Linked DNA regions of Mus musculus: region 1 is linked to region 2. Evidence: chromatin contacts called from public Micro-C data. All regions are on one chromosome and are shown on one strand. The core of a region is the stretch at or near the end of the contact, and the rest is flanking DNA. Distances in the headings are between cores, read along the strand shown.

Region 1 (3,242 bases), core at 618-3,117, 190 kb after region 2:
AACAGGAAGAAACTGGACCACGATCACTGGAGAAGACGCAAATGTGACGCATGTCTGAAAGGAACAAGCTCTCTTGAAGTTTTTCGATGCTTTCTGAGGTATATGGTGATGGTGGCCCCAAGTGACCTTGGTACTGTCTATAATACCTTTTAAAAAAGAGATCTATTTATTTATTTTATGTATATGAGTATACTGTAGCTGTACAGATGGTTGTGAGCCATCATGTGGTTGCTGGGAATTGAATTTAGGACCTCTGCTTGCTCCGGTAGGCCCCACTCACTCTGGCCCAAAGATTGATTTATTATTATAAATAAGTACACTGAAGCTGTTTTCAGACACACCAGAAAAGGGCATCAGATCCTACTACAGATGGTTGTGAGCCACCATGTGGTTGCTGGCATTTGAACTCAGGACCTTCAGAAGAGCAGTCGGTGCTCTTAACTGATGAGCCATCTCCCCATACTTTCTATGTTCAAATGCATGTGCACCCACACACATACATGGATGTGGAAGCCAGAGGTCAACATTAGGTGTCCTCTCCATCATTTCCTACCTGAGTTTTTGAGACAGTGTCTCCCAGTAAGACAGGGGTCTCTCTGCCTTAGACTGGCTGACCAGCGAGCCCCAGGGACTCCTTTGTCTCTCCAGCATTGGGATTACAGGCTGGGGCCGCTATATCTGGGTTTTACAGGGAACTGGAGAAGTAACCACAGGTCCTAGTATTTTCAGGGCAAGCACTTTACTGACTGAGCCACTTCTCCAGCTCTACAGTAACAAAAACACATAGGTGCATCTGTTAAATCTGCAAATCTGGTACATGGATGTTCGTATTTTGTTATTTCCTGCAATATAAAATAAAATGGGAAGGCTGGAAGCAAATAAATAAATACATAGAAAATAAGGCGAAAGTGTCTAAGGGAGAGATCTGCCTTTTGTTTCCTTCTCTCCCATATCCCAATGGTTCTATGTAGAAAGCCACACATTCTTTAAGTTTTTGGTTTTTTTTTTTTTTTTAAAGCAGCAATATTAGCTGCACAGTTTAGAAATGATTCAGATCGGGGAGAGGGCATTCATTGAGCAGAGAACTGTATAGACCAGGCTCCTCCCCCTCTGCCTGCAATGTGTTATAGAAGCAGCTGTCACATGTGTTTAGGAGGAGGGTGCTATGGTTAGCATGTATTAACATACAACCCACGTACCACCCGTATGTCTTACAACACTGAGCCCGTGTGACAGCACTAAGGTCCCTGTCGGTCGTTTCAGTTCTGTTCTTTTTGCCCAAAACATGGTCAAAGGTGTTTATGGGGCATGTAGGCTTCCTTCTGACTCTCATCCAGGGTGACACCCCAGGATGCAGGATCAGACCTGGTTGGAAGGCTTCCAGGAGGCTGAAGAGGGAGTGAACTTCATCTGTGAGGGAGTGAACTTCAGACCCACCCCCAGACAGAAGAGATGGAGGTTCTTGGAAGGCGATGCCCTTTGGAACTGAAGACCATACCGTTACCTCCAGGTGCCCTGATTGATGGAGACAGGCCCTGCCAGATTCCAGGAGAGCAAGCGGACTGGGAGTGACATTTTCTTGGACTGTCACCAGGGATTATAAAGAACGTTCCTCACCCCTACGTGTCTAAGGTATGAGGGATAAAGGTCAATATATCGGGAATCGAAATGATAAAAGACACAGTGATGGGTTTCCCTGGGAAAAGCCGACGTCTGGAGGCAGCATCCTAGCCTGGCTCACGCTCTCCCTAAAATGAGATCAGCTAGCTTCGGCTGCCTCCAGAGCACCGTAGGCCTTATACTGGCTCTAACTGGTGCAGACAGGGAAGTCTTTTGTCATTCTGGTTCTGATATACTCTGGGCTTGTTATTTGAGACCTTTGCTGCTAGAGTTTGGTTGGCTTGGTTTGGGCCTCTGTAAACACAGGCTTGGTGTAGCCAGGATCTGTGCAGGGGCCCCTGTGGGTTGTGGCCATGGGAACCGCATGTATTCCTCCAACAAATGGGAGCACCTCAGAGTGTATTAGGTCCCTCTGTCTCCTCCTCTTTCTTCTCTTCTTTCTCCTCCCTCTGTTTTGTTTGTTTTGAAAGAGTCTCACTATGTCGTCCAGATTGTCCTTGAACTTCTTATGTAACTCAGGCTGGCCTTAAACCTGTGGACTCCACTTCTTGAGTGCCAGAACACAGACACGTGATTCAGGGGAGCGTGGCCCCTGTGCACCTCACCGTGGGTAACCCACCGTGTAGAATACTCTTTCTCTAACCATCAAGCTCCACAGCGGATGAGAGCTCTTGGGGAAGCAGAGACCGAAGAGGGGGATTTGATTTTCTTAGCATCCATCATACTCAGCCACATGAGCCAAGAGATTCATCACCACAGCCAGCCTGCTACATGGTAATAAATGGATACCAGTGTTCTTTCTTATCAGGCTAAGAATGCTGAAGCCTGGCTGCATTCCGGGCCGGACCCCACCCCCACCCCCACCCCCGCCCAGAGAGTATAGGAAATTAGATTTTTTTGTTGTTGTTGCTTGCTTGCTTGCTTGTTTTTTATATCTTATTTAACGTGTGCGAGTGTTTTGACTGAATGTATGTCTATATACCACTTGTGTGCCTCTTGTCCATGAAGGCCAGAAGAGGGCATTTTGGATCCCCTGGAATTGGGGTTACAGATGGTTGTGAACCACCATGTGGATGCTGGGAATTGAACTCAGGTCCTCTGGAAAAACAGTCAGTGCTTTTAATCACTTAGCCATCTCTCCAGCTCTAGATTCATTTAAAACAAAACAAAGTAAGACAAAACAAAAAACAAACAAACAAAAAAAAAACAAAAAACAAAAACAAGTGTTTTGAAAAACTGTGATCAAAATTGTGGGCTCTTGGCTGGAGAGATGGCTGAACAGTTAAGAGCACTGACTGATCTTCCAGAGGTCCTGAGTTCAAATCCCAGCGACCACATGGTGTTTACGACCATCTGTAATGGGATCCAACACCCTCTTCTGGAGTGTCTGAAGACAGCAACAGTATGTACATACTCAAATAAATAAATAAATAATAAATCTTTTTAAAAAAGTTGTGGGCTCTGTTATCTGGAATTCTGACTTAAGTTTTGACTTTACTACTAAGTAAAGGTGGCTTGGCAAATTATTAATTTAAGCCCTAGTTTCATTGCTATAAAATAGGTCTAAGGCGGATCCTAACTGCACAATTCAATCCTTGGATGGGCTGAGAAACTGATGCATG
Region 2 (3,438 bases), core at 164-2,663:
CCCCGTCAGCCCCCAGCCCTCGTCAGCCTCCGCCCCAGGCAGTCAGCTCCTGCCCAGTTTGAATTCTGGTCCTTGACTTGCTTTGATGATGAGCAGTGATATGGAATCGTGAGCCAGATAAACACTTTCTTTCTCAACTTGCTTTTTGGTCATGACATTTCATCCTAACAATAGAAATCCTAAGTAAGACAAGCACCTTTTCTCTTCTTGATATCATATGCTATGCAATGGGGTGCAGTAAAGAAACTGCCAACATGACTGCTCCATTAGGGGAAAGGTGTGTTTTGTTTTGTGGGTTTTTTTTTGGGGGGGGGGGGGACAATCCAGAGGCATTTGGAAGTGTCTAGAGGAGAGAAAGGTGTGAGGGGCGGGGAGTGGGGAGGGGGCTGTAAGACCTCAGGGAGGACCAAGCATAGGGCTGTAAAGACAAGGGAGTGCACAGCTTGGGGAGGGCCTCTTGGGGGCGGGGGGGGGGGGGGATGGAAAGCCCATTTCACAAGTTCCAGAGAAATGCTGGCTGGCTTTTTTCTAACCACCACAAACCCTATAGTCTAGTTTGAGCTGATTTCTAAACAAATGGAGGACCTGTGACCTAACAGGTATCTAAAAGAGCTTTACCGATTTCTGCAAACACATACTACTTAATCTATATTTATTACCGGTTCCTCCTACATAAACTTATCCAAGGGGAAATTTTTTTAAAAGGCATCACAAAGAAGATGTGCATGCAGATGTTCCCTGCGGCAAAGGCCTGAAGGGTGGCGTGAGGGCTCGGGCTAACTGAGCTTGATTGGCTTTCACAGCATGCTCTGTCCTGGCAGACGTCCATACCTCAGCTTCTAGGTTTTGTTTTGTCTGTTTTGTTTTGTTTTTGGTACGGAGTCATCTATCTTCCTGCCTCCACCTTTTACATGTGATGATCACAGCTGTGTGCGATGATTCTCATGACCACTCTGTATAGGAAGGAGCTCAAACCCAGGGCTAAGCCAGCCCTCTGCCAACCCAGCCACATCTCCAGGCTCTCGGTGCCTCGGGTTGATATTTTCTTTCTTCCTAATGAACGAGTTTCAATACCCACATTGAAGCCAGTTCAATTCCTCCCAGAAGTGGTGAAATTGACCCAAAGAACCACTACACTGAGACAAGCAGTGTTTTGGCAGGGGCGGTGCTGGCCGAGGGTAACAGGCACAAATAGCAACACTCTTGGTATTCTTCTAACAGGCCAGCGTTTAGGAGACAAAGACCTTCAAGGGTGTTGGTGTGAGTGAAGGCTGTGTGTGCAGGCATGAAGAGATCCCTCCTACCGGGCCCGCCTCACTTGCAAGGTTTCGATTCTTACTGTCCTGTTAGCATTTCTAAGGCAGCAGAGCCAAGGCTCAGAGCAGAGCCAGGAACTGAAACCAAACTCTCTCAGACTTTAGAACTCTGCACTCTCAACCTCAGCTCCGAGAAAGCGGAACAGGAAAGAGGCATCCGCTACAGCTACAGCGAAAGCTGGTTTGTTCTGGTTTCTTGGGCCACACCACCCATCTCTGACTTCCTGGAAACCCGCCAAAGCTGGGGCCACAGCATAGAGGAGGAGGAAGGCACAGAAGGAAATGAAGTAGAATGGGGCCAATCCACTGAACCTGGGAGCCAGTTGCCTTCCTTGATGAGTGTCAAGGAATACCACTCAATGCCACTGGTAAAAAGCCACATATCTGCAGAGATAATATATGTTCCTAAAGACAGCTCACACATAGCAAAAACAAACGCTTGAGATGCCTTCTTAACATATCAAAGTGAACTTGGCTCCCAGGTTCTCCCAGAATCCTTTGGTCTGCATGCCCTCCCCCCTCCCCTAAACTTCTCTAGTCCAGCTGACTGGGCTGCTGCTCATCCCTAGAGAATCCAACCATCTTGGTTACTGCTCCTCTTTTGGACATCCTGGATATTACAGCCGGCTCCCTTCTCTCTCCTCTCCCTTCCTGAGTCCTCCCTCCTCTCACATGGCTCAGAATCAGGTGTCCACTCTAGGCTCTTCCGGAAGTCCCTGCCTCTGATTATGCCGTCCCTTTTATCTGTAATAAACCTTCTCCTGCCGGGCGTTGTGGAGCAGACTTTTAATCCCAGCCCTCGGAAGGCAGAGACAAGCAGATCTCTGAAAGTTTGAGAACAGCCTGGTCTACAGAGTGAGTTCTAAGACAGCCAGGGCTACACAGAGAAACCCTACCTCAGTGATAATAATAATGGATGATGATGATGATGATAAACCTCCTCCTCTACCATACATAGGAGCAATCACATTCTTTCCATTCTCGTTTCTTCTTACATCCATACTGTGCTCACTTGGGGTCAGAAGATTTGTAACCCTGAGTTTCAACCTGTTGATACTGTGTCTAAAACCTAGCTACACACTTCCAGGAGCCATGGGAACAGTTCCGTTCACAAAAGGAAAGTCAGAAGGAAATCAAGTCAACAAGCACAAAGCTTTTTCTTAAGGTTTAAGCTTTGTTTAACCTTTTTCAGATGGGTAGTAAATTATGCTCTTTAAACAATGTAACTGGCCGGGGCGTGGTGGCACATGCTTTTAATTCCAGCACTTGGGAGGCAGAGGCAGAGGCAGGTGGATTTCTGAGTTCGAGGCCAGCCTGGTCTACAAAGTGAGTTCCAGGACAGCCAGGGCTATACAGAGAAACCCTGTCTTGGCAGGGGGGGGGGGGCGGGGGGGGCACGATGACGGGGGACGACAAGGGTGGGGGGGACAATGTAACTGAGAGAGCCACAGGGTCCACAGATGCGACTCTCCCTTGAGAAGCCCATCCACCACAGTTGTATTAGACTTTCCCAGAGTGCCTCTCTTTGTATTAACCCCCGTGCTTAATCTGTGTCATAAACTGCAACTCTGCTTCATATTGCTTGTCCTAACGTTCTTCTCTACAGTGAGGGAAAAAAAAAAAAACAAAAAAACAAAAAAACAAAAAAAATCTGTAATAGGACCCAATGCCCTCTTCTAGTGTTTCTGAAGACAGCTACAGTGTACTCATACAAATAAAATAAATACATCTTAAAAAAATAAAAAGGAGTGTGTATGTTCTCTGGTGGACTTACCTCCAACATTCTGGAGGTAGCAGCAAGATTCCAGACATTGACACACCAGGACACCAGGGGGCCTTAGATGTCCTGAGAAATATTGTTCCTATGGGGTATATACCATGAGACATTCTTGAGTCCCAGGAACTTCTCTGCTCCTATAGATCCATAGGCTCCCAACGTTTCTGCCCTAAACAGGATGCTACAGAAAGTCTCCTGGATCAATCCCCTTCAGAAGTGAGCCTGTTTATGACACCTTCTGCACAGGACACCTCAGGAAGGCAGGACAAAGCCCAAATTCCTCTGGGATCTGCATGAGCTGTCATTGGAGTCCCTGGTCTCAGTGCATGATGGTCACTTCTGCTT

Evidence for each region. Hi-C and Micro-C count contacts between places; a contact is called where the count stands out from the background.
Region 1: a contact with region 2 is called in a Micro-C map of embryonic stem cells, with 2.9 times the contacts expected there. The contact joins two enhancer-like sites. A contact is called at or near these places in 2 of 484 Hi-C or Micro-C datasets (both in embryonic stem cells), 1 of 115 datasets of contacts at active chromatin or transcription factors (embryonic stem cells) and 3 of 9 other capture datasets (adipose tissue, embryonic stem cells and pancreatic islet).

The regions. Positions count from the first base shown.
Region 1 is chr16:93,999,689-94,002,930 of GRCm38.p6, forward strand. It overlaps a transcript of Cldn14 not described here. Among named protein-coding and RNA genes, the nearest start is that of 2410003I16Rik, 9.3 kb to the right of the region's middle. Within about 2 kb of position 1,868, at least 13 of the 459 cell types and tissues checked have an H3K27ac peak or open chromatin away from gene starts, as enhancers often do. A contact at or near this core is called in embryonic stem cells, where this site is marked.
Region 2 is chr16:93,815,133-93,818,570 of GRCm38.p6, forward strand. All of the region lies in intron 1 of Gm30881 (a long non-coding RNA gene), which reads right to left. Among named protein-coding and RNA genes, the nearest start is that of Morc3, 15 kb to the right of the region's middle. Within about 2 kb of position 1,414, at least 237 of the 459 cell types and tissues checked have an H3K27ac peak or open chromatin away from gene starts, as enhancers often do. A contact at or near this core is called in embryonic stem cells, where this site is marked.